Regions from separate parts of the Mus musculus genome. Here regions 2, 3 and 4 are each linked to region 1. Evidence: chromatin contacts called from public Hi-C data. All regions are on one chromosome and are shown on one strand. Each heading gives the region's core, a stretch centred on a gene start, on an enhancer-like site or on the middle of the called end of the contact. The rest is flanking DNA. Distances are from core to core; before and after follow the strand shown. Region 1 overlaps Gm30978 (a long non-coding RNA gene). Region 2 has its middle 5.2 kb from the start of Gm24992. Region 3 overlaps Gm39145 (a long non-coding RNA gene). Region 4 overlaps Fgfr1 (fibroblast growth factor receptor 1).

Evidence for each region. Hi-C and Micro-C count contacts between places; a contact is called where the count stands out from the background.
Region 2: a contact with region 1 is called in a Hi-C map of the G1E-ER4 cell line, with 2.0 times the contacts expected there. The contact joins two enhancer-like sites. A contact is called at or near these places in 4 of 39 promoter capture datasets (the HPC-7 cell line, cranial neural crest and embryonic stem cells), 1 of 15 datasets of contacts at CTCF or cohesin (the NIH/3T3 cell line) and 2 of 484 Hi-C or Micro-C datasets (the G1E-ER4 cell line and nephron progenitors).
Region 3: a Hi-C map of uterus shows a contact between it and region 1, with 5 times the contacts expected there. The contact joins two enhancer-like sites. A contact is called at or near these places in 1 of 15 datasets of contacts at CTCF or cohesin (pro-B cells), 24 of 484 Hi-C or Micro-C datasets (the C2C12 cell line, the G1E-ER4 cell line, the HPC-7 cell line and 17 more), 14 of 115 datasets of contacts at active chromatin or transcription factors (DN3 thymocytes, the NIH/3T3 cell line, bone marrow-derived macrophages and 9 more) and 3 of 9 other capture datasets (embryonic stem cells, embryonic tail and embryonic trunk).
Region 4: a Hi-C map of the G1E-ER4 cell line shows a contact between it and region 1, with 2.6 times the contacts expected there. The contact joins two enhancer-like sites. A contact is called at or near these places in 14 of 484 Hi-C or Micro-C datasets (the G1E-ER4 cell line, the HPC-7 cell line, LSK cells and 8 more), 4 of 115 datasets of contacts at active chromatin or transcription factors (bone marrow-derived macrophages and embryonic stem cells) and 5 of 9 other capture datasets (adipose tissue, embryonic stem cells, embryonic trunk and 2 more).

What each region holds. Positions count from the first base shown.
Region 1 is chr8:25,435,695-25,443,694 of GRCm38.p6, forward strand. The region is part of intron 1 of Gm30978 (a long non-coding RNA gene); the gene reads right to left. Among named protein-coding and RNA genes, the nearest start is that of Gm30978, 15 kb to the right of the region's middle. RefSeq lists enhancers at 4,238-5,763, 4,494-6,409. Within about 2 kb of position 4,852, at least 152 of the 459 cell types and tissues checked have an H3K27ac peak or open chromatin away from gene starts, as enhancers often do. A contact at or near this core is called in the G1E-ER4 cell line, the N1E-115 cell line, the NIH/3T3 cell line and 9 more, where this site is marked.
Region 2 is chr8:25,622,785-25,630,784 of GRCm38.p6, forward strand. It overlaps a transcript of Nsd3 not described here. Among named protein-coding and RNA genes, the nearest start is that of Gm24992, 5.2 kb to the right of the region's middle. Within about 2 kb of position 2,782, at least 29 of the 459 cell types and tissues checked have an H3K27ac peak or open chromatin away from gene starts, as enhancers often do. A contact at or near this core is called in the G1E-ER4 cell line, where this site is marked.
Region 3 is chr8:25,271,178-25,279,177 of GRCm38.p6, forward strand. It overlaps Gm39145 (a long non-coding RNA gene), which reads left to right. Exons shown (of 3, transcript XR_001778746.1): 1 at 1-212; 2 at 3,264-3,406. Among named protein-coding and RNA genes, the nearest start is that of Gm39145, 4.1 kb to the left of the region's middle. Within about 2 kb of position 4,069, at least 244 of the 459 cell types and tissues checked have an H3K27ac peak or open chromatin away from gene starts, as enhancers often do. A contact at or near this core is called in the G1E-ER4 cell line, the N1E-115 cell line, the NIH/3T3 cell line and 9 more, where this site is marked.
Region 4 is chr8:25,571,867-25,579,866 of GRCm38.p6, forward strand. Fgfr1 (fibroblast growth factor receptor 1) reads left to right here. Exons shown (of 18, transcript NM_010206.3): 14 at 472-594; 15 at 853-923; 16 at 1,257-1,394; 17 at 1,680-1,785; 18 at 1,879-3,852. The coding sequence ends at 2,055. Letm2 (leucine zipper-EF-hand containing transmembrane protein 2) reads right to left here. Exons shown (of 11, transcript NM_001364069.1): 10 at 7,854-7,928; 11 at 6,624-6,938. The coding sequence ends at 6,876. Among named protein-coding and RNA genes, the nearest start is that of Gm16159, 20 kb to the left of the region's middle. Within about 2 kb of position 3,430, at least 52 of the 459 cell types and tissues checked have an H3K27ac peak or open chromatin away from gene starts, as enhancers often do. A contact at or near this core is called in the G1E-ER4 cell line, bone marrow-derived macrophages and uterus, where this site is marked.

The DNA of each region.
Region 1 (8,000 bases), core at 3,602-6,101:
TATGAGAGCCAAAGTCATGTTTTAAGTTTTAATTACTATGCCTTCAAGATCCATACAATGAAATACCTCTAACCTGTGAGTGCCTGTTGTCCATGGACAGACAGACACTTCCTGAGATGCTGGAGGCTGCCGTGCACATAAGATAACATCCTGCATGTTTTCAATTCCCTAAACAAGCTTGGCTGACCCAACTGCACCCAATGTACTTGATCACAGCTCTAGAGGTAGGTAGGCTGGAAGTATGTCAGTATGTCAGGATGCACGCTTGTTCGCATTGGACGAGAAATCGAGAAGTATGGAGTTTTACCGGTTTGCCTTTATAAGTACCGAGCCAGCAGTAACACGTGGCCATTTTCTGGGACCTGGCCTGAGTCCATCACCCTGGCTAGTATTTAATTAAAGCTTGCTTCAATTTTTCAAAATCCTGGTAGCGTTCTTATTCTTGCCCAGTGGGATTAACACTGACAATGGCCAGAAATGGGGTAGAGAGGATGAAGTGAGATATTAGAGACATGAGATAGCAGGGCCAGAAATGGGTGATGGGATGGGGGGGGGGGGGAGAGATACAGCAAGAGGCACTGTAGACAGAAACCAGGCTGGATACCCTCAATAGCCTTCCAGGGTGAAAGTTTTCAAGAGCTACCCTACCTTCTGACAAGGAGACACCTCACAATGCTGTCCCAGACCAGAGAAGGAGCTATTAATTGTGGGCGGAAATTGCACATACACGTGTGGGAAACACTGTAGGCTCCAGCTGGCCCTGCAGGTGGGGAAAGGGGAGCTGAAGAAGAGGAAGGAACTGAAGGGGAGGGATGCTCCCCCCCCCCCCATGAGATGGGGGGCTTTGTTTATGAAAACACACGTGAACAAGAACGCAGCCCCTAAGGTGTAGCCAAGAGGAACAGGATCTTCGCAGGCTTCATTTTCAAGGCGAATCCTCAGTGGATAGTAATTTTTCTTCTTGAAAGTGAACTGTCTGTAGTATATGCTCCAAGAACTCATTGCTTCTAGTCCTTGGCTTTGGTTGAATGAGAGACACTGAAATCCTTTCTGCAAGAGGCCAGACCAAGTTGTGCTCTTGGCTGCACTTCCTGGGGGTGGGGGGGAGGTCCACCCTTGGGGTGATGAAAAATAGGCTAAGAGATTGATGGAGAAGAAAACACACCTAGGGAGGATGCAGGAAGAATAAACAGCTCTTCCTAAGGCACCTGGAATAGCCTTAGGAAAGGAAGTGGCCCAATGGCTAATCCACAGCCTTTGCTATTTTGCTGGTCTGAGGGCTAGGAGGGAAGGCTCTGGCCTGAATCCAGAGGAAGAGGAGGGAAGAGGAAGGAAGCAGCCTGCTTCTAAGGCCTGCTTGGTCAAAGATGAAGGACTCTAGTTTGGAGAACACAGGCCACACCTGCATTGGTTTTCGAAAGCAGAACTTCTCCAGAGACTGCCCGCATTCAACCCCAAGTCAGAGATGCAGGAGTTTGAGTGCCCTTGCTCTCTGTCTCTGAAGCAGCGCGCTCTGCAGTTTCTGAGACTCAGGGAAAAAAAAAATGTTCTAGGAGATCTCCATCCCAAACCTCGCTACCCAATCACCAGAAGGCCACAAGGTTAAAAGCAGCCTTTTGCTCCCTTCCTCCCCCTCACTGAGCATCAAGAATAACCTCCTGCTGTGGATGAGGGAGGATAAAAACAGGTTTAATTACAGTTTCTGTTTCTGACCTCGATCCTCCACCCCCATCCCCCCAGGAGCTGCCATCTTTGGTGTCAACAAGAGGGCACAGGCCTGGCTGAAGGCACAGGTCAAGAGAAGATTCTCTTGGGACTGGGGAGTGGTCTCCAGGGACCAACTCATTCAATTCAAGGACTGGCCTGCTGGTAGACCCAGGAATATCCATTCATCTTGGGCTACCTTTGTTTAAGCAAAATGAAAGATGTTTGTGAATCTGTAAAGGATGGGGGCAGGGGGGGTGTCTTTCTCCCAGAAACTCCGATTTTCAAGTCTCACCTATACCAACTTCCACAGAACCATATTCTCGCTGCATTGTGGCCTGGACCGGTTTTTGCTCACTGTCTTTTCACCTCCAATCCCAAGGGCATTGCATGTCACCTCATACGTGACCTGTCCTTCTCTGTGGATAAACACCATAGATTTTTCTGGGCTGCCCACCACTGTCTGGCACATATACCCCCTCTCTTACTCCCAGTTTCCAAAGGTTATATAAAACGCCAAAGTCACCAGTCAGATCTTGAGTAGGACTAACAAACTGTCAGCTACTCTCTTCAACTATAAGCTGGTACAGAGCAACTCCCAAGAGACCCCTTCAAATGTGGTCATCTGATGTTTCTGAAAATACAACAAAAATGGCGGCAGCGGAAGCAGAAGGTGGGGGGTCGGGGAGTTGGGAGGTGGGGGTGGGATGAGGTAGGGTACCATTGCGCCATGAGAAAACCCTCCTTTTAGCCTAAGAACTTACCCACTGGGGTTCTGATCATTGCCTTTGTTGTCTAAGAATTTAAGCTCAGAATCCCAGCAGGAGATGGGAGGAGTGTGTGAGATGAAGAAGAAAATAAAAGCTTTCAGACAAGGGCCACTGTGCCAAGAACACCTCCGGAGCTTTGCAAGTGCTCACAAGACCATTAAAGGGAAGCCGGTGCCAGTATCTCTGTTTGTTGACTCATTGAAATATTCCATCTTGGGGCTATTGCCATTGAAAACATCTCCTCCCTCTGGAATCTTCTCTGCACCAAGTATATAATTGCTTCATTCATCTCTTCAGAGGAAGCTGTCACCGAGGTTACGCTGCCATCACCAGTGACTGGGCAAGATGACAACAAGCCCAGCCTTGCCCACTGAGATACCAAGGACCAAGTTCTTGTGGTGGTTAAGTCTTGGGTGTCTCTTCGACTCTGTGGGCTACATCCTTCTCTTTCTCCCAGCCCTGCCCCCATCCACCCTGCTCTCAAATGGAATCCAGCAGACAGGAGGGAATGGAAGTAGGACTTCCCATCTCGATCAGTGTTTAGGGAGATTTTCCACAGGACACAGCTCATGCCAATGAGAAAGATGGGTAATCCTGTAATGGGCCTTCTCTGTGTGTGTACTATCTTTACAACCTGACACTGGTCTTTTGAAGAAGGAGGAGAAGAAGAGGAGGAGGAGGAGGAGGAAGAAGAAGAAGAAGAAGAAGAAGAAGAAGAAGAAGAAGAAGAAGAAGAAGAAGAAGAAGAAGAAGAAGAAGAAGAAGAAGAGGAGGAGGAGGAGGAGGAGGAGGAGGAGGGGAGGGGGAGGAGGAGGAAGAGGAGGAAGAGGAGGAAGAGGAAGAAGAGGAAGAAGAGGAAGAAGAAGAAGAAGAAGAAGAGGAGGAGGAGGAGGAGGAGGGGAGGGGGAGGAGGAGGAAGAGGAAGAAGAGGAAGAAGAGGAAGAGGAAGAGGAGAAGGAAGAAGAGGAGGAGGAGGAGAAGGAGGAGGAGCCAAAGTTTATAGTGGCAAAGGAGAAACTTGAACCCAAGTAACTCCCACCAGTTAAATGTGGGCAAACAATTAAGGTTCTGAGTTTGGTCATGTGTCTCTATACTGGGAAGACTAACATAGTTTTCCTATAACCCAGAGGACTGCAAGACATGAAGTCAAGTCCTAAGTAAGACTGTGATATTCAAGTGTCAATGGGCTCCAGAGGACAAGTTTGTGCCTCCAGCATTACCTCAGTGCCTGGCACATGGCCTACCCTTGCTTGATGTTAGAATGGAATGAAGAAGTGTGTGTCCATCCCACACAAAACAAAGGGGAGTTTCCGGTGATCCAGATGGGCTGGGAGGAAGGGATAGTAATAGGGAAGAAAGCCATCAGGTGACAGCTCACTCGGGCTAAGGACTAAGCACAAATTTTGGGGGCAGGAATCGGGCAAGGAACCTCTAAGCTTAGCTAGATCAGTCAAATCCATTATCTTCTTAGGAGGAGAAACTTGGGACCCTCTTGTAAGAGGTTAAGACCAGGACTCATGACCTACGTGTAACAGCACACTTCAGTGAGGGCTGACCCAAACTTGCCCAGTAGGAGTAGACCTCATCATGGCATTCATCACTCCTGAGAATCGCCAATACAGTCTGGGCTTGGCTGATCTGAGAAGCAGAATTCAGGCAGGGTTTGGTTAGCGAGTGAGTAGGGGATTTATATTGCAGAGATTGGCATTCCTAGTTGATTTCTTTGATCGAGTAGTAAGTTGCACAAGGCTAGAGACTTTAACTGGATTCTTGAGTCCCTTGGCAGTTCCTACTGTGCTGGGTGCCTGGGGAACACTCTGAGGAAAAGAAGAAGGAAACAAGAGCACAGAGGAAGGTCAGAAAGTCCATGCTAGCCACCAGGATTATGAGCAACACACACGCGCACGCGCACACTGGCAAGCTGGCCCGCTAGGGTACCAATGCATCTTGGGGCGGGCAGAGAGCAACAGTTCAGGCAGGAAGGATTACACTCCGAAGCCACTTCTTCTGTTCCTGAGCAGCCTCAGATCCAAGCAGAAATCAAGCATGCACCACCGAATTGCAGAGCCTGTCAGCCTTACTCAGAAACACAGCAAGGCTGTAAATCAGGGATAGGAAGAAGCTGTCTCGAGGTTTTCCTGCCGGGCCAGACAGAGACACGGGACTGCCAGGGTTCCAGACTCGGAAAACCAAGTCTGTGGATGGGCTCTTTGGAGGCAGGAACTACGGAGGTCCTGAGCTGGGGTCCCACTGTCTCCTCCTAACCTGCCTCTTAGAAGCAGCCTCCCTTCCCCCGAAGGCTCCTAAGTGATGGATCTCCTGGGCCAAGCTGGCCAAGGCTAGTTACTCAATAGCTGCTGCTTTAGGCACTGCCTAAGAGGCTGTGAGACTGCGCAAGGGGAATTTTCCACTGCCAGGTTCCATTCAGCTCAGGCTACAGACTTGACTGTTTACAGAGAACAGGAAGGTGCAGCCACCCCCAGGGCACAGTCTAGGGTGGGATGTGAGGGTAGGTAACTGGGAGGTCTTGTGTGCCCTGGCCCTGGCTGCTGTCCCTGGAAGTGCTGGGGTTCTTAGGAGGCACTCACTGTACCAGGAGAGGAGCAGGGTGCAGAGGGTACGAGGGTACGGAAAGCCAGAGTGTGGCTGTCCTGCCTCCCTTTCCCTCCCTCCTTCCTTCAGATGCTCCCTTGACTGGGACTGGGAGATGCCCCGTGTGGGTGAGTGCTCCTCTTTCCTGGCGCTGCGCCTCCCTCCTCCCCGGAATTGCCCACGCTCAGCCTCAGCCGCTCTGCCATGCCCTCTGGGTAGTGTTTTTCATTCCAGGCTGGGGATCCGGTGGTGGGAAGCAGGTAGGAAGCCATGTTTAGCGGGGGAGGGGGGGGTGTTAATGAAAAATATATATATATTTAGTGCTTACAGAAAGCCAAATATTGGGTTAGAAGCCAGGAACGGAGAGGGGAACAAACCCAAAGCAAACAGCAGAGGGAAGAAATTCCTACTAAAACAAGCTCTCTATTCATTCCTCCGATCCCAGGTGCAGAGCCTGCAGGGAGAACTCAGACGAAATGTAGGACTTTAAGACCCAAGCTCAGATTCTACAACGCCCACGGGACTAAGAGGTGTGCAACCTCCCCGCACCCCCCCCAATGTGTCAGTATCTGGTTGGTCATAGCACCCCAAAGGTCAATAAGGTGGCTATAAAACCCCTCTGGGTGTGAGGAGGAAAAATAAACTAAACTAAACTGTTCCTCATTTGACCCTAAATGAGGAACACAACCTCGCTGATGGGAGTAGGATTGCGGTCTCACAGGTCATAGCAACCTATTCTTCTAGTTCAGCTTAAAGCAAGCAACTTCAGTAGTACTCATCTGTGTCGTGGAGGCTGAAAAGAATAGAGTCCTGTACTTAAGGCTGCCTCTTGCCCTCAGCTTGCTAAAGCTTGCTATGTCTCGGGCCCTTCACATAGCCAACTTCTAGGCTCTAAACTAGAAACCTCTCAACTCCAGGGATATGCTTCTAGAACCTTCTCAGATCACTTCTAAGATGACAGTTGACCTGAGGGGTGGCGGCCACACTCAGTCTGGCTGACTGGAAAGCTGGGCTGTGTGTTTCATTCCAGGCTGGGGACACCAGTGGAATGCTGACTGATTCCATAACAGGGAGAAGTCCAGGGGTAGATAAAGAGAGTGAGGAGATTAAAAAAAATCTCCTCAGCTTCCTGGACAGTCAACATGCAGAAGAGGTGGTCTCCGTTTTTAGAAGCAGTTGTATATCAGGGTAGTAAAGGACTAAATTCCGGATGACCAGAAGAAAGACTGTCTCCCTGTTGTATCTCTACATCTCTTGACTCTGCTCAACCCTTTCCTTAAGGGTCCCCCACCAAGCACAAGCTTCAGAATCTGGGTACCCCCACATTTATCTGGGTACCTCCACACTTACCAGGGCACAAACATCAACCTGAGGAACCCTGGGGCCTGCCATCTTGTAGGCTGACATGTTCTGGGCCTAGAGCAGTCCTGTCTGGTTGTTAATTCCCTACCCACCCCTGTCTCTCCAGGCTTTAGCTGTCACTGGCAGGGACTCCCAAACACCCACCTTTTGGGTAGGTATGAAACCAAAATCTTGAGAAGAAGACCTGCAGAGCTAGCCACTGACAAAATTGCCAAATAAGATGAATCCTCACGAACTGTCTCTTGTATTGCTTTAAGGTCTGTGGGTTGTGCTACCTTCCATCAGATTTTCAGAAACTAAAAGTTGTCCCTACGTGGATCTAATAAGTCACCTCCTATCTCCTGGATTTGCCCTTCCGGTCTTCTCATCACCTTTGCTGCCTTGTGGGCCCTGGGTATGCCTCACCAGGATTAGAGACTTCTCATCAGCGGGAACCCTAAATGACTCTTTCATCCCTTGCTTCCAGGCCTAGCCAGTGCATGGTTTCTAGAGTGTATCTGTCCAAAGTTGTCTCCCTCACTGCGTGCAATTTTGTACTAAATGTCTATCACTAAAGGACAGCAATCTGAATGCAATCTGGAGCATTCGAAGGGTTTCCAGACTCAAAGTTGACTTACTTGCTCCCATCTCCCTGGTCCCCAGTCCTAAGAACGGCATTCCATAAAAAGGCCGCTGGAGTTCCAGGTAAGGTAGAGAATCTCTCTCTACTCCTGCCACAAAGAAGTGGCGATGCTCAATACATGGCTGGGGTGAAAGGGAAGTTGAGCTCTCTGTGAGGCAAATGGAGGGCAAAGCCCAACACCACTACAGAGGCTGTGACAAGGGGCTTCTGGGCTCTGTGTTCCCAGAGAAAAGCCAGGCATAGAATCACGTTTGAAAAGAGGATGATGGCCGGGCGTGGTGGCGCACGCCTTTAATCCCAGCACGTGGGAGGCAGAGGCAGGCAGATTTCTGAGTTCGAGGCCAGCCTGGTCTACAAAGTGAGTTCCAGGACAGCCAGGGATATACAGAGAAACCCTGTCTCGAAAAAAACAAACAAACAAAACAAGAAAAGAAAGAAAGAGAGAGAGAGAGAAAGAAAGGAAGGAAGAAAGAAAGAGAGAAAGAAAGAAAAGAAGGAAAAGAGAGTGACGGGTTAAACACCAAGAGCCTTCTGGAGAAAGATAATGCACTCTCTCTGTCTGTCTCTCTGTCTCTGTCTCTCTCTTTCTTCAAAACAGGGTTTCTCTGTGTAGCTCTGGCTGTCCTGGAGCTCACTCTATGGACCAACCTGCTCTTGAACTCAGAGATCTCCCAGTCTCTGCCTCCAAAGTCCTGGGATCAAAGGCATGTGCTACCACCACCAGGCAAATGTTCCCATTCTTACTCTAGGTTGAGTGATGCCTCTCCAAAAAACTCTAGCCCCTGTCCGTTACCCAGGAACATTCATTCAGAGAAGCATCCAGGCATTCATTTATGACTAGTGTACATTTTAAATATGTCCATTGTACATTCATAGAAACGTTTACTCTTCAAAACAAAAAAGGTTTCCCGGGAGACAGGAGGCCGGAGGAAGATGCAGCGTTGAGATTC
Region 2 (8,000 bases), core at 1,532-4,031, 190 kb after region 1:
CCTGCTTGTGCATCTAGGTACCACATGAGTGTTGGGTGTCCAAGAAAGTAGTGAGCCACCATGTGGGTGATGGGAATCAAACCTGGGTCTTTCACATCACATGCTCTTATCACCTAGCCACCTCTTCAGCCTTTGTTTTACCTTTTATAATAGCTCTGTAGTCTACATGGTGTATCATTTATCTGTATGATGAGATGTCACCATTTATTCATTCATTCATTCATTCATTCATTCATTGAGATAGGGCCTCTCTGTGTAGCCTTGGCCATCCTAGAGCTTCTTGTGTAGACAAGGCTGGCCTCAAACTCACAGCTATCCTCCTGCCTCTGCCCCCTGAGTGCTGGAATTAACTGTGTGCCACTATGGCCAGTTCAGTGCTGCCTGTCTTCATCTACATGGTGAACAGTTGTTTCCACATCTTTCTTACCTGGCTGTCCCTTGCTCTGCTATGCTGCCTCAGTCCTGTTACTTGTACACAGGCAGACTCTGTGACTGTGTTCAGATATCGTTTTGTTCTAGCCCTTTCTGCTACTTCACCTTTTAATTACTGGACCTCAACGATAAATGTAAGAGATTTTGTTTTCAGCACATTTACCATGTACATTGAAACCAGCAATTCTTTGGATGGATAATATAAATTTTATTGTGAAATATACATACTTAATTTTTTAAAAGAAAAATGTGTCTAGTTGTGGGAGGTTTTTTGAGACATAATTCATGCTTATTAAAACTCATGCTTTTAAATTTTTAATTAATTTTTATTTTAGACAGGGTCTCACTATATAGCTGTAGTTAGCCTGGAACTCGTTATGTAGACCAGGCTGGCTTTGAACTCACAGAAGTCTTCTTATCTGCCTCTCCAGTCTCTCACAGAACAGACATCATCTTCTAAAGCATGCACTGTCATACCTGGCTAAAACTTCTCTTTCAAAGTGTACAGTGGGGTGACTTTTAGTATATTTACAGGCTGTACAACCATCATTTCTATATCTAGAGCATCAGTCAGGAGGCTCCAATTATTACACGTAAAATAAAAACTTAAAAAAAAAAACCTCTCTCAAAGTCTGAGGCCTAGTGCTGTGGTAGTCCAGCTATCTGAGACTGAGCTAGGGGGAGAGCTTGTGCTAGGATCAGGAAATCCTAGTTAGTTGGAACTTCACTAACTAGACATGATTTACATCTTTGAAAAGTGAGTAAAGTCACATGAAAATGTGAAGTGAATAACTTACAGGAATTCGTTCTCTCCTCTCCCCCAACCTGGATGGAACTCAGGTCAGGCTCGGCAGAGGACACCGTTATTGTCTGAGCCATCTTTCCAACCCAGCTCTTATTTTTGTTAATTTTTAATTGTTTATTTTTTGAAGATTTATTTATTTATTTTCTGTATATGAGTACACTGTAGCTGTACAGATGGTTGTGAGCCTTCATGTGGTTGTTGGGAATTGAATTTTTAGGACTTCCGCTCACTTCGGTCGGCCCTGCTTTCTCAGTTCCTGCTCTGTCCGGCCCAAAGATTTATTTATTACATATAAGTACACTGTAGCTGTCTTCAGACGTGCCAGAAAAGGGCATCTCATTATGGGTGGTTGTGAGCCACCATGTGGTTGCTGGGATTTGAACTCAGAACCTTCCAGAAGAGCAGTCAGTGCTCTTAACCCACTGAGCCATCTCTCCAGCCCCAGTTATTTATTTTTTTAAGCCAGTAGGTTTTGCACTTAAACTCAGAAATTAGTCATCAGCTTAGTTGGTTTTTTTGTTTTTTTTTGAAAGGCTACCTTGGAAAGTACCTTTAGTGAAGATCCACAGATAAGGCTACTAATACAGAATGTTAGTTCTCTTAGGAAAAGGCTGTAGTGCCTTTGTGGGATAATACTGTTTTATTACAATGATTGCTAGAAAGCCATTCAGGGAAAGTTTCCTATAAGTCAAAGCCTTTAATTTTCATTTAGCCTCAACCAAAATGATAGGCACTCGTTCATTCTCCCCTTCTTCCCTCCTCTCTGTCTCTCTCTGTCTTGTCTCATTGTGTGGCCCTGGCTGTCCTGGAACTCACTATGTAGACCAGACTGGTCCGGAACTCACAGAGATCCACCTTCCTCCTCCCAAGTGCTGGGATAAAAGTCTGTGCTACTAACTCTGGCTTGGTAGAAGTTCCTTTCAAACCATAAACTTTGATATCTCAAAATGTCTCAAAAAGCCACAGGAGCCGGGTGTGGTGGCACACGCCTTTAATCCTAGCACTCGGGAGGCAGAGGCAGGCGGATTTCTGAGTTCGAGGCCAGCCTGGTCTACAAAGTGAGTTCCAGGACAGCCAGGGCTATACAGAGAAACCCTGTCTCGGGGGGGGGGGGGGGGGAAAGCCACAGGAAAACTTAAAGATTACAAAGTGTCTGGAAAGAGAGAGTGCTGTTAGATAAAGGTTTAAATGCGTGTTTGCATTACCACAGGGTTCACACATTGAGAGAAAATGCCCAAGTTGTAATCAGAAACCAGATACTTGTACCCAGAGTTTTGTATATGCATATATAAAACGTCACTGAAAACAGTTCATTTTGTTTCTTGGCAAAATAGTAAATCTTATAATCTAGTGTTTGCTCTCTTGGGGCAGAATGATCAACAGACAAATAGAACAGCCACTGCCACTCGAAAATTTGTAGTTACCACAAAACATTTTCAAGGAGGATCTATTCTGTTTGAAAGATTGGTCTTCTACTGAAGTTACTGTGCCAAATTCCGGTATTGCCTTTCATCTCTGGGAAATAGATGAGATGCTTATCAATTCTAGCTGCTTTTTGTGAAGGTAAACATTATTATTCATTTCCTTCTTGGTGCTGCGGAGGTGTGGTCAGGTTCTTAGAATCCTGTGGGGTTTTATTATTTATTCTAAGAGCTCCATCACCATTTATAGCTTAATGGTAACACGTTAAACTCTGAGTAGAAACAACCTACAAGAGCCTCGAAGTGGGGGCTGAGGCAGGGGATCTAACAGAACTAAAAACCAAAAGACCATATGAGTTACAGAAGAAGAAGGTTAGCTTTTGGTGTAATTTGGACCGGTAGAACTTGACTTTCCCTTCTGTTGTTATTTATTAGCTGCTGGGTGGCTTCTAGTTTTAAAATAGGTATAAAGCAAAATAGCACACTTCCATTGTCCTAAACGCAGGTTTGTTACATTACCAAGTTAATTTTAAATTATGAAATCAAAGTGGGCAATACAAAAGTAGTGTATTACTGCTACTACTACTGCTACTACTCTCCTACTACAGGCTTTTCAAGACAGTTTCTCTGTGAAACCCTGGCTTCCCTGAAACACGTTCTGTAGACCAGGCTGGCCTTGAACTCAGAGATCTGCCAGCCTCTGCCTTACCCCCAACCCCTAGTGGTGGGATGAAAGGCCAGTGTCACTACACCTACCTTCAACATTTGTAATTTAGAGTTCTGGATTCACACTAATCATATCTGTACAGAGATTGAACACAGAACCCCAAAAGGATGGTAGCTCTGTGTACTTCAAAGATTTCACACGGTTTGTTTTTTAAAGGTGACTGTCCATTCTTTCAAGGCTAGATGTCGTCGGTTCAGTTGCTTTTTATTTTTGCCATAGTGGTGGCCAAATACTAAGATTGCCTGGTTTCTGAGGATCAGCGTAGTAGGTTCAATTCCATAAGCTGCACACATTCCATTCTTGTTGCTGTGGAAAGACTTTAGGACTAGATTTATTATAAACCTGGAGAAATGCTCTGTGAAACAGTTCATATGAAAAACATCTTGAATTTTTGTTTTTCCTGATAAAATAAAGGGCCTGTTCTGAGTAGTGTAGAGAATGTGTTAGCATTGGATACTTTAGTCATTATAGTGAGGTTATTTTAAATACACTGGATTATATCTGCTGGAGTAGTTCTCATGTTCTTGCTGATTCCATTGACTGACTGTGGAAACTGTTGTGAGTTTCAGTTCTATAGTACTAATAACAGGGTTTTAAAGTAGATGCATTTATACGATGGTTTTTAAGATGGTTTTTTGGTTATATTAACTTCTCTCTATAAGCTTTTTTTTTTTTTTTTTAAGGTGGGAGTCACCCTTTTATGGTCCTATCTTTTTTTTTTTTTTAATATTTATTTATTTATTTTATGTAAGTACACTGTAGCTGTCCTCAGACACTCCAGAAGAGGGTGTCAGATCTCATTACGGATGGTTGTGAGCCACCATGTGGTTGCTGGGATTTGAACTCCTGACCTTCGGAAGAGCAGTCGGGTGTTCTTACCCACTGAGCCATCTCACCAGCCCTCTATAAGCTTTTTATACCATATTAGAGGACTTAAAATTTAGGGAACTTTGGTTAGACTAAAAGGAATATTGGTGGTGGCAAGGTAAGCAGCTGTCAATCAAATTCATGGAAAGGCCTTCAACAGCTCTTTTTTTAAATTTCTTTTTAGGTTTATTTATTTAATATATATGAATGTTTTATGTATGTATATGTATGTGCACCATGTATATGCCTGGTGCCCAACGAGGTCAGAAGAGGATTGTAGGATCTCATGGAACTGGAGGTGAGGATGGTCTCAAACTCTGCTCATGTAGCGAGCAGTCCCTGGTTCATTTTCCAGCATCCACATGGTTCAGTTCTTTCACTCTAGCTGCAGAGATCTGATGCCCTCTTCTGGCTGCTTTGAGCACTGCATACGTGTTGTACACAGACGCACATGCAAGCAAAGCATTCACACACATAAAAGTAAATAGTAAAAGTAAGAAAGGTCGGTGGCTAATAGTGTGTATTACTCTTCTAGAGGACCTGAGTTTGATTCTCAGGACACACATTAGATAGTTTACAGTTGCTTGGATCCTCTGGCCTCCTCAAGCACCTCTACCACACACACACACACACACACACACACACACACACACTTAAAAAATAAATATTTAATAAGTGTTAAATAAATATTTTTATGTTGTGTGTGTGGATGTTTGTCTGCATGTGTGTCTACTTACCACATGTGTGTCAGTCACTAGGAAGCCAGTCAGGATACTCTGGAAGAGTAGCCAGTGCTCTTAACCACCGAGTTACTTTTCCAGACCCCAAAATACACAAATCTTAAGAAAACAAAATTCACATAAATAGATAGTTCAGTGTTTCTTCTAAGAGGCATGCACAGGAACTCAGGAGAGTTGCTCAGACTAACTCTGTTCCTGTAGCTGTTTCTTTGGAGCACTGTCTGAACTCAAGGGGTGGGTAAAGTTAAGAGGAAAAGAGGTGTTTAGGGGGCTCACTGCATGTAGGAGCTTACATTAGTTAGGGCACAGAGGTGTCACCTGAGAACTGCAATCCTAGTGTTCCCCTGCTAGAGCAGAGAGCCTTCAGAGTAGCCAAGGAAGGGTAGGCCTTGCCTGGAGGGTCTGTCACCATATTCAGACCTTCTCTAGGTAGTGGGGAGCCTAAGAAGGACTTTGTCTACAAAGCAATATATTTAGGTTTACAAGCTAACATACTTAAGGATTAAGAAGTGGTTTGAAACAGAAATGGGTCAAGTATATGGCATCTTACGGGTACTTCTGATTCTGAAAGGTCTTAGTGGTGATCAGTAGAAAGACTTTTGAAGTGCAACCAAATATAAAGAGAAGAGGTTAACATTGAAATAAATGAGTATGTATATGATCTAGCATGTAAGTCAGTAAGGTAGAGTCCAGCAAATGTACACACTACCAAAGAAGATTGTCCATCCTGTTGGACAATCATTAGTTGTCTTAACTGTGCATTTAACATGTTAATGCTTAGTTGATACTTTTATCTTAAAGCTGTTCATTTAAAATACATAATATGGTTACTTTCTTTTTCTGTTTCTCTAGTTTGACTTTAGAATCTGATCCTCTTTCTTTCTGCTTCTTCTTCTTTTTCCCCTTCTTTTGTGAGACGGGGTCTCACTATTTAGTTCTGCTTGTCTTAGAACTTGCTATGTAGACCAAGCTGGCCTGGAACTCGGAGGGATCCACCTGTCTCTGCACCCTGAGTATTGAGATTAAACATGTGACCTACCATCCCTGGCTTGATATACTTTTTATTTTTTTTTTTATTTTTTTTTTATTTTTTTTTTTTAAAGATTTATTTATTATTATATGTAAGTACACTGTAGCTGTCTTCAGACACACCAGAAGAGGGAGTCAGATCTTGTTACAGATGGTTGTGAGCCACCATGTGGTTGCTGGGATTTGAACTCTGGACCTTCAGAAGAGCAGTCGGGTGCTCTTACCCACTGAGCCATCTCACCAGCCCCCAGATATACTTTTTAAAATTGTTACTCTTCCCATAAATAAATTGGGAGAAAAATAAGAGTTTACAACTTTTGTTGATAATTTTCAACCCTCCTTCCTCTCCCCTCTCCTCCCCTCCCTTCCTTTCTCTTTCCTTCTCTTCCTTTCTCCCCACCCCATCCCCTTTTCTCCCTACTGCTCTGAAACTGTATGGGCAGCTGTAACAGAAATCTAAAAAGCCTTTATCAAGTTTCTCTTTAATGCGAGTGCATGTATGTTTGTGTGCATGTGCATGTTTATTTGTTGTATGTGCATGTGAAGTCCAGAGGTCAATAATTAGTGTCATCCTCAATGACCCTCCCTCAAAAAAAAAAGAAACAGGGCGTCCCATAGAGCATGGGACTCATCAACTCGGCTAGGTTTTTGGGCCAGCAAGACCTTGGTGTCTCTCTGTGTTCTCCCTAGTGTGCCGCCATGCTTGGCTTCTCACATGGGTCTGTGGGCTCAGACTCAGGTCTCATGTTTGCCCAGCAAGCCCTTTACTGACTGAGCCATCTTTCCAGCACCTTGCCATCTTTCAAAAATACTACATTTATCTGTTTAAAAGTACAGATTACAGGGTTAGGGATGTAGGTCACTTAGTAGAGTACTTACTTAGCATACACAAAGCACAGGGTTGATACCCAGCTCAGCATAAAATTAGGGTATGGTGGGAGGTAGGAGGATTCAAAGTCTATGGTTTTTCTTGACTGTAGAGCATGTTTGAGGTCAGCCTGAGCTGTGTCAGACCCTATCTTAAAGGAAAATCTAGGTGAAGTGATGCAATTGTTTAGTCTCCCATGGAACTGTTAACTCTAGGAAGGGTGTGTGTTCGTGAGTGTGTGTGCGTGCGTGCGCTTGTGCATGTGTGCGCATGCGCGCGTGCAGTTTGTGGACTGCTTGATTTCTTCTTGTTTTTTGTTTTTTAATTCACATATTTATGAATTGGGAAATAAAATTGCTCTTAAAGAGCTGATGTTATTGAGCAAAATTTGTATTTGAAAACTTCACTGTTTTGGGGGGGATATGGTCTTGGCATTTCATTTGAAAAGTGTGGGTAATAGTATTTTTATAGAGAAATATTTGGGGTAGGACTTAAATAATGTAATGAATATAAAACATTTAGAGGAATATTGATTGATATAGAGTAAACTGCTAAACTGTTGGTGATATTAATTATTTCTTTTTTTTGTTTGTTTGGTTTATTGTTGTTTGAGACAAGGTTTCTCTAATAGCCCTGTGTGCCCTGGACTCCCTTTGTAGACCAGGCTGGCCTCAAACTCAGAGAGAGATCAACTTGTCTGTGCTTCCCAAGTGCTGGAATTAAAGGCATGTACCACCACGCTCAACTGATACTATTTTTTAAACATTTAAAAACATTTACTTTATGTGTCTAAATGTTTTGGCTGCATGTACATATGAAGACTACCTGTGTGCCTGGTGCCCATAGGGGTCAGAAGAAGTCATTGGATACCCTACATTAGAGTTACAGGTGGTTGATTATAAGTTACCATGTGGGTCTTGAAAAACAAATTGGAGTCCTCTGCAAAGAGCAACAAGTACTCTAAACCACTGAACTATCTCTCCAACCCTGGATTCATTAACTATTTATATCAATATTATTATTACTATTATTATGTTTAGTAGTTAAAAATTAAGATTTGTTTGCATGTATATACATATGCACATCTGTATACACAGACACACACATACAC
Region 3 (8,000 bases), core at 2,819-5,318, 170 kb before region 1:
TCCTTCCTTCCTTTTCCCAGTGCTGGGAATAGAACTTCAGGCCTTGTGTATGTTGATTAAGTGCTCCACCACTGAGCTATGATTCCGGCCCTGAGGGTCCTTGTTCTGATATCTTGTGGTTTAGAGTACACAGAGCTATGACTCTACCGGATACATCGTGACATCTACATCAACTTGCTCATCAAAACAAGACCTGTACAGAGACACACTGTGTGAGTACCATCAAAATGATCACAGCAGTGTGATCCGGCGGCTGGAAGATGGTCGGAGAGGATATTTCTACTGACTTTTCAGTCTTTGGGAAGTCCTACTGGGAACTCTGGGCATATAACTCAGCTGGCAAAGGAGCCAGTTTGATCCTCTGCACTGAGTGTGGGGTGATACATGCCCGTAATCCCGGTTTGGAAGGGGACGGGGGAGGGAGGGTATTCATTTTGAAATTCAGATCCTCAGAGTCCCTCTGTGTTACCCATTGACTGAGACTTCAAGGTCAGAAGGAGCTCAGCAAAGAGTTGAGCTATTCTGTGAGAACACTGTAGCAACAGTTGACTGACTGCTTGATGGGACATGGGTGACAAGCCCCAGTGAGCCCTGCAAACTGGATAAGGCTCTGAGCAGGCACTATAGGAAAATTTCTGCTGTCTCATTAACTTCCCCCCTATTATCAGAAACTCACACGCTTGTACAAAGCCAAATTTCTATTTCAAGTATCTATCTATAGCTATATGTCTGTCTGTCTGTCTATGGGACCTTCGTATCTATGGGTTCCATATATAAGGATCCAAACAAATGCTGGTGGTAAGACCATTTTCCATCTCTATGGATCATGTTATGGTCTTTGTGCGTCATAATCTCCTAAACAAGGCAGTCTAACAATTAGACTCAGCATTCGCTCTGTATTAGGGACCTTAAGTGCAGATGATTTGAAGCACATGGAGGGATAAGCATAGACTAGATGCAACCCTGGTCTGAGCATCTGCAGTCTGGCCATCTCTGGGGAAGTCCTAGAAACAATGCCACAGATGCTGGAGATGGCTGCAAACTCAGCCACACGAACCAACAGCATAGAAAGCAGGCTTTCCTTTCCCTGTCACAGACACTCAATCTACCCGAGAGCCCTGTCAACTCCTCCCTCAGACGAAGTCTCATCATCACCCCTCAAAGAAAACAGATCATACCTGGTATTTCATCAGAGCCAAAGCAAGAGGCCTCCAGTGGGCCCAATTTCTGTTCCTGCTTTCAGTCATACAGCAAGCAGAACAACCCACCTTCTGTAGTTTAAACCCCAATGGCTTCCCAGTGTTAGTGTGGGATCCTTCAAACATCCCATGGCAGCTAGACTTGCCTACGCCCTCTAGCCTTGCCTGCCACAATACGCCCAGTTCCTTGATGCTTCTTTGTCTTCAAGAAGGAAATCCTTGTTTTTCCTCTCAGGTCTTTGGGGACCTTAACCAATGGTACAGATTGGTCATATATACCACGCACGTCTCCAGGAACTCAAGCAAACAACAAAAAGACACTAAAAAACTGTTACATAAAATATGTCCTCTGTTCCTAACCATGACAAATTCTTCCTAATGACAAAACTGAAAAGCCTGTGCTCAACACATGTGAGCAAAATAGAACAACTGAATCCAATTATTACTGTGCATGTCTGAGTGTTCTGGGTTTTTGTTAGTGAAACTTGAATAGGAACTTAAACAGAGACATGCATTATTTATAACAAAGTATACATTTATTGTACAGAGATACTTTCAATTAAGAAAAATCACGACTATGGTCACCATCAAGTAATTTACGTTCTATTAAGGTGAGCTATAAGGAAGGGTTTTAAATGCTATTGTCTCAACGTGTACAGAACTTAAGCATATTATTACTTAAAATATAACAACTGTAAATTAGAAGTTAAAATGGTTTTTATGTATGTTTTCAAAAGAAGTTACTTTATTCAAGTGTTCAATATTATTTATTTTTTGTGATTAAAAAATCTTTATTTATTTTAATTTTATAGATATATGTGTTTTGTCTACATGTAATCCTGTGTACAACATGTGCACCTGATGACCACAGGGGCTAGAAGAGGACATCAAAGCTTTTAGATCTGGAGTTATAGAGAGTTGGCCACCATATGGGTGCTGGGTGCTGGGTGCTGGGTGCTGGGTGCTGGACCCAGGTCCTCTGCAGGAGCAGCCAGTCCTCTCCAGACCAACATTTAGACTCTTCATGGGCTGCCTCCAGATTCAAGTGGTGCATCAGCAAAGCCAGGCCCTCTCAGCACTCTACAAACCAATCCGAATCCCTTTCAAAATTATTTATAATTACATAAATTCATATTCAATGTGTGGTGTGAATTTTTATAATGATTATTTGAAAAAACAATTTGAAAATTCAACTAAATTATATTTTAAAACTTGAGGATTCAACTAAATTATATAAAACAGTTCCTTTTTTAAAAAAGGGGATTTATTTATTTTATTTATATGAGTATACTGTAGCTGTCTTCAGACACACCAGACGAGTGCATTGGATTACATTACAGATGGTTGTGAGCCACCATGTGGTTGCTGGGAATTGAACTCTGGACTTTGGAAGAGCAGCAGTCAGTGAGTGCTCTTAACCTCTGAGCCATCTCTCCAGCCCTATAAAACAGTTCTTTTGTGTTTTTGTTGTTTGCTTGTTTGTTTTTCCTAAGAATTGAACCTGGGCCTCATTTATGCTACATATATACTAATTTAAGCTACATCCCTTAATGTCCTCAGCTTTAGTGTTCTGTAACCATCTGGCTCTTGGGGGGCTGTTTGGTTGTTTGGTTGGTTTTGGTTTGGCTTTAGTTTTGGTTTTAGTTTTTCGAGACAGAGTTTCTCTGTGTAGTACTGGAACCTACTTTGTAGACCAGGCTAGCCTCAAGCTCAGACATCTTGCCTCTGCCTCCCCAGTGCCTGGACCAAACGTCTGCATAGACCACCATTACCCAGTTCCAGATGGCCGAGAAGATAAAGGATTGACGTGTTTCAAGTATTCGACCGGTTACAAATTGTTTCAAAACGTTCCTCATTCTGTGTACGTGGCTGCAGATACTCCTTTAACCCCTGGGCATCTGCGGAGCGTGAACAGGGAGGATGGCCAGAACTCCAGGACATCACCCTTTGTTCAGCCCACTGCATAGATGTTATCTGAGAAGGAGCCCTGGGTGCATTAATCTGTTTGTCCTCTTACCCAAGCGCGTCAGCCATGTGACCCTGTGTTTGTCTCAACTTTGGCAGACCACAACCCACAACAGTGACGCATGCGGATGAGGTGGTAGAGAAGCATCTGCCTGGAGTCTGAACAAGATGAGTAAACACCGATGCCTGTGAGCCTCCGAATCCCACGGCCCAGGGTGTGGCCTCTATGGCCTTGGCCAAAGGTAACTCAGTAAGGTCAGCCTCTCCTCTCGCCAAGGACTTCTTTGCTGCCAGACCTTCCGAGCCTACTCAGAACACCTGAGAATGATGCCCACCTCCCCACCCCCAATTGTCTGTATCCTGTGGCTTTCTGTGTGGTTTAAAACAGTCAGCCCACCCTGTATCTCATTAGGGTTTGTTTTGAAGCAGGATCTCAAACTAGAGACCCTTCTGGCTCCCAGCACGAGGTGTCAGGACCACAGGCAGGAGCTACTGTAGACGTGCCAGTGTGTATTATGCACCGCTCGCTCCTACCTTTCTTTACCCGCCACACTTTCTGCCATATTCACAGGGTGTTAGGAGCCTTTTGGCAATGATCAGACACTCGTGACCATAACATTTCAGGGCTGCAAATGACCCAGGCCTTTGTGCTTGCTCACTGCCTACTCCCTCGAGAGGTCCCGAGGACCACTGATGCAGAGGTGCCTCATTAGTCACTGGGAGCCAGTAGACCAGCTGGAACTGAAAACAGACTCTTCCAAGAAAAGCCTGGGTTTTCCCCTTAGGCGTGCTGGGGTGCAGAGGAGGCCCACAGGACCTAGCGACCGCCTTAGCATTCCAGCCCGCTGGACAGGCACGCATTTCTTCCTCAAGAGGGCGCCGGCTGCCTGCGTCTAAGCTGTTGGCAAATGGATTCAGAGGACGGGAGTGACCTCTGGCCCAAGCACAGGGTTTCAAAAGCACCGGGGACATTCCAGCCACATCAAGATTGGGATACCAGTTCCGTAGATCCCATAAGTTCCGTGTTTCTGGACAGTTGAGGACTCTTTGCTTTAGCATCTTTCAGGAAGTTGAGACCTTTTCAGCCTCTGCGCGGTCGGCGTTTTGGACTTAGATGAGGAGGGGATCCTTTTCGGAGGAGCACAGCAGCCTCGCCCTGCACCCCGACAAGGACGTGCCAGGGCTCACCCCGCCTCTCCTTCAACGCTAGGATGGGTGGAGATCCGTCGTCCAGTGATGTAAGGGAGACTCTTGTGGCCCTCAAAAACTCGGAAACCAAGCTGGAAGGCTATTTCTGAGCATACCCCAGACCCAAGACAGAATTCGTGAATGTTCTACACAGGATATCACGATTTCTGTCCTGTAAACTTTTCTTCCAGGGAATTTTTTTTTCTCTTATTTGTTTTATCATCTCCAAATGGTGATCGTTTGAGAATTATGTGGTGTTTATCCTCCTGGCTATAAACTCTAAACCAGTGCAGGGGCTCCACCCCCCACTCCACCCCCCCCAGCCTGCATAGTTCCTATTTCTCAGGAGCCATTTATCTCCCTTTTATTGTTGTTTTCTTCATTGGCTTCCCCCTCAGCCAGACAGGCTTAATAACTGGCAGTCATCACGTACAGCAGAGTGGTGGCAGCCACCCCCGCAAAGGGGACCCAGTCGTTTCCCAGAGCCAGAATGCTCTGTAGCCACGGCCTCTATTGTTTTCTTAGCAGACTCCGGTTTTGTTTCTTGGCTCTCCTTGAATGAAGAAACTCTTAAAACATCATGTGTCTGCCTTGCTTTGTGTAGGAAAGCGCCGTAAACAGGAAGTCTACACACACACACACCCCTCCCAAAATAAAAGTGACCAGGCAATTAGGGCTTCTAGCATGACTTAACCCCCACTGCCCAGGCACCTTGGGGGGAAAGCTGGACTCCATTAATCAGGCCAAAGCACAGCTACAGGGAGGCCTGCCGGCAGCCAGAGAGGAGAGTGGGTGCCAAAGATCTGCCAAGAGAGGAAGAACAATATGGCCCACAGGCCTGCGTGAAAACCATCTCAGCCAAGTTGCAAAGAACGCATGACAATCTTTTGCATTGTCCTAGAGTGGCCTGAGAGGCCTCACTGGGAGCAGAGAGCTCAGTTGCCTAGCATTCCAGCCCTGGCACTTGGCTGCTTCTGCTGTTTTCAGGGCTGATTTGTAGTATGGGTACTGAGACTCCTACTACGTCGCCACACCAGCTTCTGAGAAACTTTATATCCTCAGTCATCAGCCAGTGTTGACTCAGTGTGGTTTCTCCCGGTCCATCCTGCCTAGGATGGAGTCTTACCTAAGTCAGCATCATAGACAACTAAGGAGGCAGGAGACTGGGGGGGTGCAACACCATGATAGAGCATGGTTTAGCATGCTGTGGTCCTGGGTTCCATCCTCAGTTACAAAAATGTAAGGAGGGAGGGAGGAAATAAAGAAACAGGTGGAATGGTACAATGATTTTTGAATTCTTAGGGAGAAGATAGAGAAACAGCGTGCGCCCAAGAAAGAGGTCTAGTGGAGTCTCTCTTCACAAGGAAACTCAGATTGGGCAGGAGCTTTCAACAACAAAGGATGCAGGAGGATAGTGCAATAGTTCTCAAGTCGGAAGGACAAAAAGACATTTTTAGGACAGGTTCTAAGCACACCTGGGAATGCAACACATAGACCATTATGATTCGAAGTGGCTTCCTCTCCCAGGTCGATTCCTCTGGTCCACTTGATTCTGTTCCTGGTTAGACTGCCATAACAAGCCTATGCATAGAAACGGCTGGGTGATGTTCCCAGGGAAAGCTCTCAACCGGACACAGTGGCAGCTTTTTCCTGGACAGGTGGGAGAGGACTCTGGTGTCTGCGGGTGGGAAGCTACAAGGTATCAGCTCAGCTCTTTAGGAAGCTACAATGTATCAGCTCAGCTCTGGCCTGACCCCCTCCGCTAGAGATGCTGCAGGAGCAAGGCTTTCCAACAGGTGGCGCTCTAGCAGTCAGAGCAAAGAGTCAGATGTTGACTAGACACCTGGCCTAAGGCTTCTAGCTAAGCGAAGACTCACCTTCTAGAAGCACTGTTGCTGTCTGTACTCTGGGTTCCCATAAGAACCCAGCTTGTAGGAAGGAGCCGTTGAATGGACACAGGCATCTTTAATCCAGCCTTTGAGTTGCTTCTTCATTTCTCATAAGCCATCCCGGGGGTCTAGAAACCAAACACGAGGATTAGACAATGAGAACACTTACATAGTGGGAACAGGCACACTATGCTAAGATAAGAGAATGCCCCAGGCAAACTCTCCTGTCCCAGATAAACTAATTCTTCCCATTGGCCCCCCTCATTGGCCTGGGCGGGAAGTAACCCCATTACTGGGAATGTTTGTCATCTATCTAGGCTGCAACTGACATAGTGTAACATGTTAAAGCAGGCAAGGTGGGGTTATCCGTTCTGTGCAGCTACACTGTTGTAGCCTAATTTGAAAGATGTCTAAACAGGCAAAGCTGAAATCACAACAGGGCATGAAATCATCCCTTCCTCAAAGCTGAACCTTTGTATAAAGTTATGGCACTTGGTTTGATGGTATCTCCTAGTACTTCTGTGTTTGTTTGGTGCTGGGGATGGAACGCACAGCCTTATTTATTCTAAGCACACACTGAGCTGCACACATTGCTTCTGCCTTTCCACTTTCTATCACCCACCACACCATAAACTCTTTTGAGTAGGAGCTGTAATACACACATGCACACACACACAGACACACACACAGACACACACACAGACACATGCACATGCACACATGCACATACACATTATCTTGTTACTGAATTCTGCAGTAAGGATGATTGCATCGAAGTGAATATAACTGCAATTTGCAATAGGAGTTTATGTGGGGAGCAATCTGGGTAGGCTAGATTTTGGGAGAGGGGGGCTTCCATGGAGATGCAAGAGGCAACCAATATACAACGAGAATACTGCTGTTCTTTTTGGTCTTTCTATTCTTTTTGAAAGTAATGATTAAAGATACCACTTAAGCATTACAAATGTATACCTATTCCTTATAGAAAATATATCAAATGAAAAATATTATAAGCAGAGTATGGTGGCAGGAGCCTGTAATGCCAGCACTTGTGAGACAGGCAGAAGTGGCATGAATCTGAAGCCAGCATGGGCTACACAACAAGACCAATTCTTAAAACATTCAGAAAGGAGGAAAGAAAAATACAAAGAAGAAAATATAATTGCCAGGCAGTTTGATTCCCAGAAGCACACAAAACACAGATCATGAACTATATACTAAGTGCTTCCGAGTCACAGATCAGTAAGAGAAGGAGTCAGGAAGGACTTGTAGATTTGAGATGACCTCTCTAAGTGACATCAGAGCTGGGACCTAAACAATGAACAGAGTTAGATGGGTGAAAAGAAAGAATATAATGTGAAAGTATGTGTTAAAGGGCCTGTCTGTCTGGGTCTGTCTGTCTGTCTCAGTGCTGGGGTGGAAACCCAGCTCCTCATTTATGCTCACCAAGTGCTGTGTCACTGGGACACGCCCTCAGCTCGCAGGATATGTTTTTTAAAAAGGTAATTCATGATTCTTATACAGATGTAACAGGACCATCTGCCAGAGGTTTTATTTAATGCATCAATTTATGAGAAAAACAGTACAATATGATGACTGAGTCGGAGGACAACTGAAAGCACCACACCTCTTGAGGTCCATCACCAAGTGAATATATCATGCCAAGTTAGGTGTTGGAAGGCTGGACGTCCCTCCACCGGACAGAGTTGGGGTATGGGAAACAACAGTTTGTGTTACTCTCAGGTACCAGAAACTCACA
Region 4 (8,000 bases), core at 2,180-4,679, 130 kb after region 1:
ATACAAAATAAGAGTACTTATTTCTACATAGTAGAATTATTGTGACGATAAAATTAACTATGTCTGTGAAAATTCTGAGCACGGCTTCAGTGCTTGAGCAGGCGTGCCCGGCCAGGGAGGGCGACGCTCAACCCACACACCTCACAGACCTATCATGGGCCCAGGTGGTCTGCTTTGGAGGTACGAATCTAAAAGCTAGAGGTTAGGATCAAGAAAAAAAGGCATAAAGGCAGGCTTGTTACAGTGACTGAGAAGGCTACAGTTGGAGGTGTCTGGAATTAAAGAATATTTGGGAGGGGTCGTCGAGAGGATCTGGGAAAATCTAGAGGGTATAGAGGTGTGAAGGCAGAAGACCCTCAAGGTAACACGGTCCCGCTGCCCGCTGTGGCAGTAAGTACTGGAGTAGAGGGGACTGGATGGGTAAGTGACAGTTCAGGGCTGTCATCTCCTCTGGTCTCCACCTCTCTGCAGTGTATACACCGAGACCTGGCTGCTAGGAACGTCCTGGTGACCGAGGATAACGTAATGAAGATCGCAGACTTTGGCTTAGCTCGAGACATTCATCATATCGACTACTACAAGAAAACCACCAACGTAAGTTTCTTGCTTGGCGCGGCGTGGGGCTCCACACCACTAGACTCGTGCCCACTTCGATCCTGCTTCGATGTCTTTGCTGTATTCGTGTGGGGTTGAGTGGTCTAACATAAAAGGGCTTGTAGGATGGGCTGTGGACTCGTGTCCCATGCCCTGGCTCCCACCTCCTTGTCAACTCACTGCCTGCGCCGTCATCTTCCGTTCACCCCGTGAGTCCTCTGTGTCATCCCGCCTATACACATCTGCTGCTGCTTGCAGGGCCGGCTGCCTGTGAAGTGGATGGCCCCTGAGGCGTTGTTTGACCGGATCTACACACACCAGAGCGATGTGTGAGTTTGAAATACACAGTTGCCTGGGATATGCAGGAGAAAGAATTCTAAGGGCCCTGCATGCTAAACTGGTGGGAATCTTATTCCATCACTGGGGCAGGGGTAGCATTGTCTTGTCCCATGAACAGTGTGCTTCCGGCTTCCTTGCATAGTATAGTCTCTTGCTGCCCTCTTGTCTCCTGTGCTCTGCCCCCCTGAACTTAAGGTCCCTGAAGAGGTGAGAAAGGTTCAAGATGCACACCTACTACTCTTAACTTCTTGAGGACTTGGGAAGGAACTCCTAGGGCAGCCTGACTCTGTGCTAAGCCACCGTGGAACCGTGTTCCCCTGTAGGTGGTCTTTTGGAGTGCTCTTGTGGGAGATCTTCACTCTGGGTGGCTCCCCATACCCCGGTGTGCCTGTGGAGGAACTTTTCAAGCTGCTGAAGGAGGGTCATCGAATGGACAAGCCCAGTAACTGTACCAATGAGCTGTAAGCATAGGCTAGAGGGGAAGGATGGGGGGTTAGTAGTCGGCACTGTTTGGATCCACCACTGGCAAGCTGGGTTGGATGTTGGGACAGCTTCCTCAGGTGATGGTGGCTTATTCGAGGTTCCTGAGGTCTCAAGCCTGGCTCTGAAGGAAGCAGGAGCATGGTGGGCAGGGGTTGAAAGGTCTCTTTGGGAGAAGTGGCCTCCCTGTCCATCCCTCCCCAAGCCCTCTGGTCCAGCTCTGCCCTGGTCCTTCCTCTCTCTCTAACCTCACCATCCTGCTTCAGGTACATGATGATGCGGGACTGCTGGCATGCAGTGCCCTCTCAGAGACCTACGTTCAAGCAGTTGGTGGAAGACCTGGACCGCATTGTGGCCTTGACCTCCAACCAGGTAGGGCTGTCCCCCGGGGTTGGAACTTGGGCCTCTGTCACATAGGCTCCTGGGAAGGTTTGGGTGCCACCCACCGATCCCTTTCTGTCACAGGAGTATCTGGACCTGTCCATACCGCTGGACCAGTACTCACCCAGCTTTCCCGACACACGGAGCTCCACCTGCTCCTCAGGGGAGGACTCTGTCTTCTCTCATGAGCCGTTACCTGAGGAGCCCTGTCTGCCTCGACACCCCACCCAGCTTGCCAACAGTGGACTCAAACGGCGCTGACTACCAACCCTGTCCCCAGTTTTCTCCCATTCCGTCGTCACCCGTGCCCCTCACCCACAATCCCCTTGTTGGACACACTGCCTTTCTCCTCCTCCTTTGCCGCTGGCAAGAGCCAGTGCCTGACTGAGGCCTTCCTGTGTTGTGGCCTTCCCCCTCCATCACCCCCAAGACCCCTCTTCTCCCTCTTCTTAGCCTGCTGTGTGAGAGAGGAGCCAAGAGGCAGGTGCTTGCCGACGGCCGCATCCTCCTTCCCAGGTGTTGGACCAAGACCCGCCCCGCTGCCTGGCACTGCTTGGAGGTGTGCAGAGCGGAAGCAAGTGGAGCATCCGGGGCATTCCTGTTGACCCATCAGCCCCTTCTGTTCTGGCGGCAGGGGCCTTGGGGCTCCTGGAAGCCGTGAGGTTTCTGTTTAGGCCTTAACCGAAGGCAACCTCTGCTCCAGATGGATGGTACCAGTAGCTTCTTAATTCCAATACTAATTTGCTTTGCTGACCAAATACCTGCCTGGTACCAGAAGACAGGGAGGCAGAGACTGGGAGCCGTGATGTGCCCTTGGGCTGAGCCCTAGACTTGGGGCTCTGTACATAGCTATGAAGAAAAACACAAAGTGTATAAATCTTGAGTATATATTTACATGTCTTTTTAAAAAGGGTCGTTACTAGAGATTTACCCATGGGGGAGACGCCCAGGGTAGCATCCGTTGCTATATATTAAAAACAAACGAACAGAAAGAAAAAAAAAAGGAAAATGTTTTTTAAAAGGTCATATATTTTTTTGCTACTTTTGCTGTTTTATTTTTTTAAATTATGTTTTAAACCTATTTTCAGTTTAGGTTTCCCTCAATAAAAAATTGCTGCTGCTTCATTTTTATCCTGGGCGTGTGAAAAGAGAGCAGGTGTCCAGCGCAGAGGAGGGAGACAGGGGGTAAAGGGCCATGAGCTGGTCTTCCCCCTGCCCCCCATGACCTCTGTCTCCTGGATTGTGCCCCAGACCTCCCAGCCAAGCCTTCTATCTCCCGATGCATTGGGAACAGCAGGAGAAGACTGAGGTCCTGAGGGCAGAGAGCCAAGCTCGCACACTTGATTGTTTCCTCGGAGGAGAGAGTGAGAGGATGAGGTTAGCCAGAGGGTAGAACTGGACAGAAACCCAAACCCTAGACCCTGTACATTCAGATGTCTTGTCTATCTTCCCCAACCTACTCCTCATATTCCTCTCCTGTAAATATCCTCCCCTTCCCTGTTGGTCTCTGTTACCCAGTTGGGTCTGTCCCTGAGCTTGGCTTCCTATAGTTTTTCCTTCACAAACTCCACCCATCCCTCAGGAAACAGAAAACGATCTCTTTGGTTGGGGTCAACTTGGCAACTCAATTCTGCCACCTGCTGGTTGCTTTGGTACCTTGGTCTCTTATTCAAACCCACACCACTCAAGCCTTAGAGGGTTTGTTTTTGTTTTTTGTTTGTTTGTTTGGTTGGTTGGTTGGTCTTTTTTTTCTGGGTCTGCTGAATACAAACCTGTTCAGTATGATTTCATCTGTAGGGGTTAGGGCTGCTTCTTTAAATGCAGTTTTGGCAGCTGTGGTTTGGGTCATTGTCATAAGAGTTCTTATCGTTGTTTCTCTCTGTACACATGTAACTGTCAAAATATTATGAATGGTTTTTATGCTGAAAGAAGACATCATTTGGCAAAGAGGGCTAGGGAATGAATTTAGCACAAACTCATTTTCTTGGAGACCGTGTATCATAGTGGTTTTTTTTTTTTTTCTTTCTCTTGTTAAAACTGAACATTATTTCTGCCTCAGGTCTACTTGACTCACTGCTGTGTGGATGGAAGGAGAACACAGAAAGGGCTTAGTGTGACTCAAGGAGAGGAGCTAGGAACTGGAAGGAACTGAAGTCCCCTCTGTTACTATTCAGATTGCCCGCAGACGGCCCCTGGGACAGGGGTGGCTATCAAATAGAAAGTAGTGACATTGACATGAAGGGAAATGAAATGGCTATTTCACTTAGAGGACCAGATTAGGTCTCGTGGGAGGGGGAACCCAGCTTACAGAATGAAGATGTTACTGTCAGAGCACAGCATCTGTCTGGTTTCCTGGGGGTTAAAATATGGCCCAGGCATCAATCAATACTGCTTCCCCATCTTTTCTAATTGCCATAGGCTAAAGGCCATCAGTCCCCTGGCTCTGTTAATGTAATGTATCGATTTCAGGTAAGTAAGATTGAACATAGATGAAGTAAGAAATCGGCCTTAATGGTAATGAACTCTGTTTATCAACTGCCACTGGGTGGAGCCAGCAAGCTAAAATATCCTCCTACACACAGACAGTGTTAGGTTATACTGTCAGAGCCACTGTCCTCTGAAGTAACAGACCTACCTGCAAGCGGGAACTTTTGGCCTGGATATAGCATTGTCAGACTCTGGACATGACCAATATGTCTTGTACAGAATTGGACATGGCACAAGTGCAGGGCCATACTATTAAGTAGCAGCAACAACTATTACAATTCTGTGTAGAATGTGTGCTGTGTCTAATGTCGCTACAGGCGCATGTTAGAGCTTAAAACTGTACCCAATGAGCTTGTTAGCAGCTGTTAGCAGCTGGTAGAGCTTGGTTCCACCACATATGCAGGAAATAGCTGGGAGGGAGAATGGAGGGCTTTGAAGCAACATGGCATGTAGAAACCAAGAAGGGAGTAGACCAGCAAGAACCCTGAAGTTGGCTGGTCCTGGTAGTGAATGCCTGTAATCCCAGACTCAGAAGGCAGAGACCGGTAGATCTTGAGTTCAGGGACAACTTGGTCTACATCGTGAGTTCAGGGCCTGCTGAAGATGCACAGTGAGACTCTTGTCTAAAAGGAAATTAAACGAACCAGAACACACTGAAGTTATGAAGGACTCTGGAACTGGTTCCCTCTTGTTTGACACACAGCAGCATTCAGAATCTTTACTGCCTGCTGGGTACGTGCATGTCCTGGTGCACAGAAGCAATGCATTCAATTGCCGTGCTGTCGGAGGTTCCAGTGGTGTGCTGAAACTGGCTCTCTAAAGGAAAGTATGTGTGTCAGCCTGGGGTTATGGCCTAGTAACCCAAATTTTGAAAACAAAAGGTGATGGTCTTTAATCCTGAACTCAGGGGGCAGAAGCCAGTGGATCTCTTAAATTCAAGGCCAGCCTGGTCTATATATTGAGTTCTAGGTCAACCAAGATTGCATGGTGATACCCTGTCTCCAAAAAAGTAAAATGGGGGATGGGAGTGGGGTGGGTCGGGGCACAGGTGGAGTCCTCAATGGCCAGACTCCATGACTTAACTACTTCCATTTGCTCATTGAGAAGGCCAGAAGGAATCCACGTGCATCAGGGAGATGAGAGGATTAAGCCAGTTAAGTAGCTAATCCCTTTCCCATATTACACATCTATAGTATGCACTAAGTTTAAAAACCCACCACTTCCAGACGGAAGTTGTATTGTGAGATACCTTAGATTAGAGCAATGGCAGCTTCCCAGAGTGGTGTATGAACACAGCCTACAGAAGTCAGTTGATTAGCACACTGGGTGGGACTGGTCCTCCATGACTAGGGAGCATTTTGAGGAGGTACATGCTCTGGGCTGGGGTGTAGTCCAGTTGCTTGAATGATGATTAAGGAGTTCATTGGCTATGTGGTAGTGGCACACACCTATAATCCCAGCACTCCTGAGTTCAAGGCCTGGGAAGTGGGTGGAGATGTCTGTGTCTTGTTTGTTTCGAGATAGGGTCTCACTGTGTAGCTCTGGCTGTCCTGGAACTCACTCTGTAGACCAGCCTGGACTCCCAACTCACAAAGAGCCACCGGCCTCTCCTTCCAGAGTGCTTGAATTAAAGGTACGTGCCACCACGGTCTGGCATATAAGTGTTTTGTTTATATATGTGTGTGTGTGTGTGTGCACCATGAATGGTACCTGTGAAGTTCAGAAGAGGTTGCTGGATTCTGTAGAACTGGAGTTAGAAATTGGTCGTGGCGACCATGTGGGTGCTGGGAACCAGACACTGACCCTCTGCAGGATTTAGTGGTCTTCTGACGGGACAGTCCCTCCAGCATCACTATCTGTTTAACTTCTCTAAGAAGTTGTGCTTTCCTGGGAAGCACGTCCGTCCTGGTCCTCGGGCACGGTACTGTTCTACTGAGGAGTCCCTCTACAAAGGCCGGCCAGGTGCTCTTAAAGGTGGTTTGGGGAGTCTCCATGTTCTGGCTAACAATTCCAAGCCACAGGAGGCAGAGAGAGGTATTTAAGGTGCCAAGCTGACTCCATTGTGAAATATATTTCCTCTTAAAAGGTCCACATCCAATTGGGCCTGGTAACATAAAGTCTACATAATCCTAGCTACTTGGGAGATGCGGTGAGGGAGGCTGAAAATTCAAGGCTAGCCTGGGCAATTCCGATCTTACCTTGCCATTTACAAAAGTGAAAGAAAGGGCAGGGGAATACATACAGCTCAATGCCAGTGCTTGCCTAGAAACCACAGCCCCACCCCCACCCCTGCTCAGTCCCCTCCCCAAGTTCACACAAACAGGAAGCCATTCGAACACAACTTGGTGGGAGTGTCTTTATGCAACGTTTAGTAAGATGACAAAATTATACAGTAGAGATGGACTGTAATTAAGCTTCTCTAAATGGCCTGAACTTGGTGTCACTGCTTGCATCTCTGGGATGGTCACAAGGCCTCCAACGACTTAATGGCTGATCCTTTATCTCAAGCCAGACAGTCTTAGCTGGAATTCCTTTGTGGACGCCACTGCTGAGCGGAGTGACTGAAGAGAGGGAGCGCCACCTTCAAGGGATCCTTAGGCTCCTTTGGAATCAGCCTTGCTGTTCTGTGAGGTCTCCTGGGACTTGGCCTGGAGGATCTGGATATAAAACAACACTTTAGGCTTTGGTCACAAACAGTTTAAATTCTGCAAGCATCTACTTTGAGCTTCTTAATCAAACTAATGGCCACAAGCCAGGCTCAGTGTGTGTGTGTGTGTGTGCACGTGTGTGTGTGCACGTGTGTGTGTGTGCATGTGTGTGTGTGCGTGCATGTGTGTTGAGCCTGTAATCCCTGTCGAGGCTGGTGAGGAAGTAGAACTGGCCTGAGTTCCAGGAAAGCTTGAACTACATTCAGAGTGAACGTGCTCCACCTTCCCCAAAGGAAAGCAACGAGACAGGGGCCACAGACTCAGACCTGTACGACTGCTTTGGTAATAAAGATGGAGATACAAACAAGCATGGAATCCCTTTCTGAGTGCCAGCCCAGCCACAGGATCACAGATGAGCCTACGGTGGACCTGTCACACACAGTTCATCTGTCCCCAGCCACCCACCCCCCCCCCCCAGTGACCTTCCTACTGTTTGCTTGTGCTTTCTCACCTCCCCCAAATTACTTGGCCCAAATGGGAGAAGTGGGCACAGAAATGTCCTATTTACGTGTCTTTTTCTGAAACTTTAATTGCTTTCCTGCTTGTATTTCCTGACATCAGAAGCCCATGTAAACTAGATAACATGTGGGAACTATTTGCATTTAACACATAAAACTAAGGATCTGCCTATAGTGTAATTAGCTCTAGACTTCCATGCTTGGGTTGCTCCAGCAGGGTGCGGACTTTCCCCCTCTACTTCGGGACAGTTGAGGGGAAGAGGTAGCGGCCATAAGATCGCTCGAGTCCAGCCTGCATTCCTGTCTGGATAGCAGCAAGACTCTTGTAGTGTTCTGTGGTATGCATGATGCTGTGGCCCCAGTGCCCTTCCAGATACCTGGGGAGAGGTTCCTCTAGACTACTTACTGCTTCTTTGGAAATAGTTGCTGCTGGTGCTATGAGTGATGACGGTACTGGGGGCAGTTGTATAAATTCTTCATCCTTAAACATTAGAACTGAGAAATTAGTGATTTAAGCCAGTGCATACCAGGATCTACCACGGATACCAGGAAC